Linked DNA regions of Sus scrofa: regions 2 and 3 are each linked to region 1. Evidence: chromatin contacts called from public Hi-C and HiChIP or PLAC-seq data. All regions are on one chromosome and are shown on one strand. Each heading gives the region's core, a stretch centred on a gene start, on an enhancer-like site or on the middle of the called end of the contact. The rest is flanking DNA. Distances are from core to core; before and after follow the strand shown. Region 1 overlaps LOC102159961 (a long non-coding RNA gene). Region 2 has its middle 240 kb from the start of SLC30A5. Region 3 has its middle 320 kb from the start of SLC30A5.

Region 1 (2,700 bases), core at 148-2,647:
CAGTGCTTTTGATGCTGTTGGGGTGTGCCCCCTCTTCCTGCCATACCCTTTCTTTCTTCCCTGTCTTCGAGGCTTACCTCTGTGCTATTCGTGTCCTTCTTGCTGCTATAGCCAGATGTTGACTGTACTAATACCTGCTTTGCATACCTCGGGGATTGTGAGGATCAAAGGGAATGATTTATGTGATGAAAGTGCTTTGAAAAGGAAGATGGATTGTGTTTGCGTGGGTGGTGATGATGATGCTGATGATCACCGCTGGACTATCTTCAGAAGACTAAAAATATCCCCCAGCCTGGACCTTCTCAGCGTATTCTTATCTCTCTTGGACTTCCTCCACACTGGCTGAGAAGCCTGACAGTCTAAGCAACTGAAGAACTTGCTGGTAGACAGCAGTGTTGTGGTGGGTGTGCGTGTGGAGAATGGCTGGGTAATGAATTGCCTTCTTTAGGGCCCCAATGGGAAATCGGGTACCCTGGAAAGCGTTAATTGACCTTACTTGAGTGCATGCTTTAGACCCAGCAAGCATTTCATTTGCCTAGGCAACCCATTGTGATGATGACATTAAATAATCATTATCATTACGTGGAAGTCCTGTCACCTTGGGGATTTAGAAAGTGTTTCTCCAGTCACATACACAAAAGCCACCAAAATGAGCAGAATGTTCATCTAGAAGAAAGTAGTTGTGAAGACAACATTTGTTTGTAATTGTCAGCATTTGGCAAAGGCAGGAAATGAAAGAATGAAATGAACCACAGCTTTGGATTCCTTCCAGTGTTTTTTCCAACCCCAAATCATCAGGACTGGGGAGGGAAGGCTTCCTGTCGCGGACCATGGGTTCTAGGGAGGAGGGTGAGCGCCTTCAGCTCCCTCACTGCCTCGGTCCAGGAAGTCATTTCAAAGGGAGCTGCCTCCAGGGAAAAGCAAGAACCCATTGGCCAATATTTATTTATAGTCTTATACCCTGTAAACTTGTCTACTTTTTTAAAATTAAGAGCAAAAAAGTATTTGGTTCTTGTTGGTTTGGACAACCTCCAGGCAGTTGTATCTGTTTTCTTTATTTCTGTGCTGGTTGCTCAACATCTTCGGTCTTGATGGAACTGGTTTCATTCCTAGGTCCTCCCTGATTATTAATGTTCTTATTATGTGTTAGTTCTTCTATGTTTGCAGTGTCCTTGACAATCTTTTTTTATTAACTGTTCCTTACAACAATCCAGTGAGGTGGATCAGCCTTCCTGAATATCTATCTAACAAGTTGTCCAACATTGTTGGCTTTTGTTCGGATTTATTACAACCTTTTTTTTTTTTTTTTTCTTCTGATAGCCGCCTTTCTGAAAGAAACGTATTTCATGCTGTTTCTCATGAGGCTACATGAGCCAGACACTCGTGTCATCTGCTTTCAGCTGGTGTTTGGTTTCTTCCTTCCCTGCCTGGCTTCTTCACCCTCCTCAAAATGATCGTTGCCTCTCCTGTTCATGCAAATGAGCAGCTTGGCTAATCTAAGGCAGGGTTGAGCAGAGCGTTTCCTTTTTGCTTTCCTGGTATTTAGGTATATCTTTAAGTGGTCACTGGCTATCACTTCTTCAGGACGTGATTTATGACCACAGAGTCACTGCTAATATTTTCAGGTTGTCGTTTGCTGTGGTTGTATATACCGTTAGCTTTGTGGCGAAAAGATGGACTGTCAGGCTATGAAGAGAGATGTTTTGGGGATGGCTAGGAATTGATGCTATACCAGGAAAGGACACCCATTCTGATCAACAAGAAATGCCCAAGTCTTCCCAAACCCACCATCAGCACCACTTCTACCACCACCAGATCTTCTGCTGCAGTAGCTGCCACCCTCAGTCTTGCACTCGCATCAAAAATATTTTATTATGCAGTTCCCAGTGTGGCTCAGCAGAAACAAACCCGACTAGGATCCATGAAGATGTGGGTTAGATTCCTGGCCTTGCTCAGTTGGTTAAGGATCTGGTGTTGCTGTGAGCTATGGTGTAGGCAGACGAGGCTCAGATCCTACATTGCTGTGGCTCAGATCCTACATTGCTACAGGCTGGCAGCTGCAGCTCTGATTTGACCCCAGCCTGGGAACTTCCATATGCCTCAGGTGTGGCTCAAAAAAGCAAAGGGAAAAAAATTATGTTTCTGCCTATGCATATATATACCTAGATATCCCTGGTGTCTCGGAGCATATAAGTAAACACTACTCTCCCAAATACCACTATAAACTTTGAATACTTTCTATGTCTATTATCTTCTATCCACTCCTACATTTTTATATTTCTCTATTGCACATTTTTAAAATTTAATTTAATTTTTGGCACGCGGAAATTCCCAGGCCAGGGATCTACTTGTGCCATGGCAGCAAACTGAGCCTCAGCAGTGACAATGCTGAGTCCTCAACCCACTGTGACACCAGGGAACTATCTATGGCACTTATATTCAGTTATTGCCTACCTGTCTTTCTCACCTACTAGACTCTGGGTTTCTTGAGGGCAGAGACCATATCTTGTTCTTCATCCACTAAGTCCTGAGCTTGCACCAGGGATACCTGTTGGGGGTCGATAAGTGTTGGTTGACTGAATACTAAACTTATTTGATGAAATGAGAAAATGCTTTTGTAAACTATGAAATGTTTAAAAACTAGTAAGGACTGTTTGAATACAACTTCTTTTTATTGTAATTGCATTATTTTGTCTATGC
Region 2 (2,700 bases), core at 200-2,699, 140 kb after region 1:
CAGGTTCTTGTCTTATTAAAACCCAGACTCTAATCTGCCAAGAATTGGCAAATTCCCCCAGGGTTCCAGCACTCACTTACCCCTGTGTGTTAAGCTGCATGTTATGTGGTTAACACAGAAAACTATGTTGATTTGAATTACATGAGAGAAATATGAGACTCTTCCTTTGTAACTTTCCTTCCTTCCTTCCTTCCTTCCTTCCCTCCCTCCCTCCCTTCTTTCCTTCCCTCCCTCCCTTCTTTCTCTTTCTTTCTTTCTTTCTTACTTACTTACTTTCTTTTTGGATTTTTAGGGCTGCACTCTTGGCATATGGAGGTCCCCAGGCTAGGGGGCTAATTGGAGCTACAGCTGCTGGCCTACGCCACAGCCAAAGCAACACCAGATGCAAGCCATGTCTGCAACCACACCACAGCTCATGGCAACACTGGATCCTTAACATACTGAGTGAGGCCAGGGATCAAACTCGCAACCTCATGGTTCCTGGTCAGATTCGTTTCTGCTGTACCATGATGGGAACTCCTGTCTTCCTTTGTAGCTTTCTAAAGTGTAACGAGGGGAGCACAGTTTACAGGAATAGATCAGCTCAGTACAGTGAAGACTGCTTCTCAATAAAATGAGCTGTTTCATGAGATAGTGAATTTCCTGTCACCATATGGATTCAAGGATAGGCTAGACAACTTACTGGGGACAGTTAGGTAGAGAGGGCTGGATTGGATTGGACAGGAGTGCTGCCCTCCTCTCCTTCCACTTGCTTGATGCTGATCTGCATACCAGAACCAAAGCCATAATTCACTCAGGAAGAAGCCTCCTTTCTCTTGCCATCTGAAAATTTAAAGTCTTGGCTTCCAGGTCTGTTCCCTGCCCTCCAGTGGCTCCTTGACACCTGGCAGCAGAGCTGTCTGGTCTGACAGGTTGCGCCAGAGCATGCGATGTCTGGGCTGCCAGGGTCTGCTGTTCACGTGGCCACGTCTCTGGGCTCTGTCAGGTGGCCATGGTTTGTCTTGGCTACATTGCTGTCAAGGGGGGAGGTAGACAGGGGGCAGGATGAGAGAGCAACAGGTGTTACCAGGCGTCTAGACAGAAACGTATCCTTATACCCACAGGAGCATTCGTTTAAAATAGCTCTTTCCCCAAATATTCTTCTGGTGGCACTGGGCCCGTCTGTGCTGTGGTTTAAGATCATTTGGCACCTCTCATTCTTGCAATCAGAGAATGGTTTCTGGGGCTGTAAAATCATCCGTGATCTAAACCAATTAGCTCAGCCAGGGGAGGATTACATGCACCAGCTCTGGTACGGGGGCAACTTCACGCAAGCTGATTTTACAAAGTTTTAGTGTTTTTGCTTGCCCTGTTCTCCTCTAGGGCTGTCATCATTTAACAGGATGAGGCCCTGGCAGGTGACATCTTTAGGTGCTTGTTCAATTGCCCTTGGAGAAACTGAGTGAAAAGTGTTCACACTGTCATGCTTGGTGCAGTAAGGACGGGAGGATGCCCTCTAAACGTGGGCAGTCTGTTTATATGAAGAGAGGAGTAAAATGTCCTTTTCCTGTTTGGGATGAATTGGAAACTGACAGAGCTTAGTCATGGGAGACATAGATGAGGCTCTGCCAAGAGTGCTGGGGCCTGAGGGCCCTTCATGGAACCCAGGCTGACATGAGGTTAAAGCCAAGGGGGCAAGTTCGATATAAGCTACAGGGACTTAGACTGTGCTTAGTGTCATACTATTCTGGCAAGTAAGGGACAGTGGTTTCATAGGTGAACTTGAGCAAGAAGAGCTGAGTTTGTAATGGGTTCCCCCAATAATTTCCTTTTGGTTTTGGCCCTTGTTAGAATAGCACCTTGAACTATGAGCAGAAAAAAAATAGAGAGAAAATGAGAATATAAAAATCTCACCCTTCCAGAGAAAGCTACAAGTGACATTTGGTTGTATATCCTTCCACATCCTTTTGTGTATGTGTGTGTGTCTTTTTATAGAAATGGAACCATACTCTTTGTCATCTCCTTACCTGCTTCTTATATTGATTCAATAAACAGATATCTAAAGAATGACTACCATGTACCTAGTCTTGTTCTAGGCACTGGGTGTGCACTGATGAACAACACAAATCCCTTACTTTCATGGAGCTTACGTTCTAGAAAGCATTCTGTGTTGAGCATCTTGTCCTATCCATTGATCCTTCTATGAAACAGCATTTTTAGGAGCTATATACTATTCTATTCTATAGATGGACTTTAATTTTTGTGTGTGCTGTTGTTGGAAATTCAGATGGTTTGCAACTTATTGCTCTTGCAAACAATGAGATGATGAACCTTTTGGTAGCTAATATGTCCATACAGATTTATCAGTAAAGGCTGTAATGGAAAACTAAAACTAAATGCTTTCTCTGGTAGTGGGGATAAATGTGTACTCTCTGGTTGTGACCTGCAGGCAATTAGTTGCAAACACTTGGGCTCAGAGGGTATCACTGACAGACTTGGCTGACCACATGGCTTGGGTTGGGGCAGGCGGGCCGCATGTGGATGTGTTTCAGCTGACCCAGGTGGACTGCCTGGCAGCACTCAGACCTGTGGATCAATTAAGGACACATAAGGGTTTCAGGGGTCTTTAGAGGACTGGTTGCTCTCACTGTGGTTTTAAAAAAATAAAGCTCCATGATAAACTACTGAAATTATATTTTAGCAAACCAAAGAAAAGGATTC
Region 3 (2,700 bases), core at 142-2,641, 220 kb after region 1:
CCATCCAGAGATCAACAGCTATACTGTACATACTTCTAGAACTTTCTTTGTGTGTGTATGTACATTTACATATGTAATCTTTTAAAATGAGTGACATCACACTATAATAAGTTTTTCAACTTATTCTACCCTAGTATATACTGAGCATCTCTGCATCTTAATAAATCATCTCAACGTTTATATTTGTTAGAGTAGCCTGGCTGCTGTTGTAAAGAGACCCCATCATGGATGGATGCACACAGTAAAAATTTATGTCTTTCTCTTGTCCATGAACGTGGATAGGCCTTGAGGGTGGCTTTCCTCCACTTGGACCGTCAGGAACTTGGGCCGTCTGAGGCTCTGCCCTCTTCAGCACTTGACTCCTTGGGTTTGGTGATCTTGCCATCACACCCAGCTGGAAGGAGGAAACGGCATGCAAGGTCTCACAGGTGCATCACTGGAAATGGAGCACTGCCTTTCCATCCTCTTGTTATTGACCAGGGCCCAGGCGCGTGGCCACACTTCAGAGTAGAGGAAGCTGGGAAGTGTATTCAGCTGCGTACCCAGGAATAAGAGGAGGGATTTGAGTGAAAGGCTAGCTGTCTCTCTTCCATAGTTATTAATATAGCTTGTCTGTGGTCTTGCCTGTGCCTGAAAAGCTGAATCCATGTCTGACTCATCCCCCACAACACTTTTTACAATAATTGGCTCATAGTTGCTGCTCCTCCATAGATATTTGTTGAATGAATGAGTGGAGTCTACCTAATTCTTTGGTTCAGGATTAATGAGAATCTAGGAGTTTTGTTAAGAGACAGCTCTCAGATCATGAAGGAAATATGTGGTAGAAACTTGGCATCTGAGAAACTTGTACTGTAAGGGAACCTGCGTGATTTCTTTCCATAGCTGGGTAAGGTGGATCTCTCTCTATAACCTTTCTGGGTCAGTAATTCTCGATATTTTTGTAGTCTGTATCTTCATGACATGCTTACAGGGAGAGAAAAGAGGTTTTTTTTTTTATGTGGTGTTTTTTCTGTGAAGACAGATCTAAAAGTGCTGTGCAGAGGGCTTCAATCTTCAAAGTAGGAAAGGCTGTGTAGCGAAGGAATGCCACAAGCTCCCAGGGAACTGGCAGTGGGACTCTGGGGTGGCACCCAGAGAGCAAGCGGTGAGTTCCACTGGTATCCTGGCATTGCTGGGAGACAGCAGGATCAAGAACTTCATTGATGAGATGAATGTCTGTTTTCCTTTGCATTATGTGATGCTGAAATGGTTCTGGGCAGCAGGTGGGGGTGAGAGAGGCTATGCCAATTCTCCACGTGCCTTGTGCCCAGGAGAGCCTGGAAGGTCTATACTATTTGGCTCCCCTTCTGCCAATCCCCTGAGCATAGTGACTGGTGCCAAGGCAGCTGGCAGAGGGGGCTGAAGCCAGGCCCAAAATTCCTCCCTCATTCCAAGCCTGGGTTTTACTGTAGTGTCAGGAGCCAGTGAGCTTGGGCTACGAGCTTCCCATTCTGACTTGGCCAGCCCTGCTCTCCACCTTTATTTTGGGAGATCATTAGGGAATAGTTGATTTCTCATTGTGCCATCTGATCCCCCTCCCATCGGTACTGCCTCTTACAAACTACCCACAGATTTGGGGTTGGTGTCCTTTAAGAGGACAGCAGAAAGAATACCTCCCAGGGATTCTAATGGTCAATGGCTGTCCTTTTATGGAGCCAAGCATACATTGGCTTTCTTCCACAGTTGGCCTGGTTGGGGAATGGACTGAGGGCTTCTTGGCATCCTGAAAACTCTTTTTTTTTTTTTTTTTGCAGGATCGGGCACAACCTACTGGGACACACAGGGCACTGGAGGAAGAGGGAGAAGTAATGCTCAGCCCCTTCCCCAGTGTGTTATCAGAAGCTGGTGGCTAGCCAGCCAACCTTTCCAGGCAGGTGCACACCCTTCAGGGCTTATGAGTCCACCCTCTTGCCTCCTGCAAAGGGAAAGGGGGTGACGGGGCTAGGTGATTTTATTATTGGATAAAACTTCTGGTCCTTTAATATTTTACCACTTACATGAAAATCAGCTTAACGTGTTGAAGGCTACTTGCTTTTTCAGTGGAATTTTTAAATGGTGCAGCAGTTACTTTGGCTGCAGTAAAAGCTTGGAACGAGTCAAGCTCCTTTCAGTATCCTGAGTGGCACAGGTAGTTATTAAGATTTAAAGCATTTTGGCCTTCAGATCATAAAATTCCTAGGGAGTGGGGGTGGAGGTGAAGGGACAAAGAAACGGAAGGGCGAGACTCAGAGGATTCCTGTAAATGTCCTTCACTGATCAATAACACTTTTATAGGGCACTGGTCCATCTGAAAGCCTCGGAGCTCTTTGTGGGATCACACCATCCATCTTCACAGTGTCCTCTCTAAGAGATAAGGAGCAAATGGCAACTGATATGAAATGTGAACGAAGATGTGCTGAAGATGGGGCTATCTGTTGTTATATTGTTATTTGTTATATTGTCACCAGGAAGTTTCTACTCCATGAGTATGGGGCTGGGTATCCCAACCTGTTGGAATGCTCAGACTGCTCACATGGCCATGGCCTGGGCCAAGTGAAGGATGAAGGCCGCCATCTTGCTTTATGATCCATTGGGGGTGGGAGGAGGGCACTAGAAAAGACTATGAAAGGCCCATGGGCTGGTCCAAATGATGTTTTCGCTGCCTCTATTTTAATTATGAAT

Evidence for each region. A called contact is a pair of places that touch in the nucleus more often than the background predicts. HiChIP or PLAC-seq counts read pairs in DNA pulled down with a chosen protein or histone mark.
Region 2: a contact with region 1 is called in a Hi-C map of skeletal muscle, with 5 times the contacts expected there. The contact joins two enhancer-like sites. A contact is called at or near these places in 3 of 47 Hi-C or Micro-C datasets (liver and skeletal muscle) and 1 of 2 datasets of contacts at active chromatin or transcription factors (skeletal muscle).
Region 3: an H3K27ac HiChIP or PLAC-seq map of skeletal muscle shows a contact between it and region 1. The contact joins two enhancer-like sites. A contact is called at or near these places in 2 of 47 Hi-C or Micro-C datasets (alveolar macrophages and fetal heart ventricle) and 1 of 2 datasets of contacts at active chromatin or transcription factors (skeletal muscle).

Annotation. Positions count from the first base shown.
Region 1 is chr16:47,184,553-47,187,252 of Sscrofa11.1, reverse strand. The region is part of intron 1 of LOC102159961 (a long non-coding RNA gene); the gene reads left to right. Among named protein-coding and RNA genes, the nearest start is that of SLC30A5, 99 kb to the left of the region's middle. Within about 2 kb of position 1,397, at least 12 of the 83 cell types and tissues checked have an H3K27ac peak or open chromatin away from gene starts, as enhancers often do. A contact at or near this core is called in skeletal muscle, where this site is marked.
Region 2 is chr16:47,040,415-47,043,114 of Sscrofa11.1, reverse strand. No RefSeq gene overlaps it. Among named protein-coding and RNA genes, the nearest start is that of SLC30A5, 240 kb to the left of the region's middle. Within about 2 kb of position 1,449, at least 3 of the 83 cell types and tissues checked have an H3K27ac peak or open chromatin away from gene starts, as enhancers often do. A contact at or near this core is called in skeletal muscle, where this site is marked.
Region 3 is chr16:46,964,827-46,967,526 of Sscrofa11.1, reverse strand. No RefSeq gene overlaps it. Among named protein-coding and RNA genes, the nearest start is that of SLC30A5, 320 kb to the left of the region's middle. Within about 2 kb of position 1,391, at least 8 of the 83 cell types and tissues checked have an H3K27ac peak or open chromatin away from gene starts, as enhancers often do. A contact at or near this core is called in skeletal muscle, where this site is marked.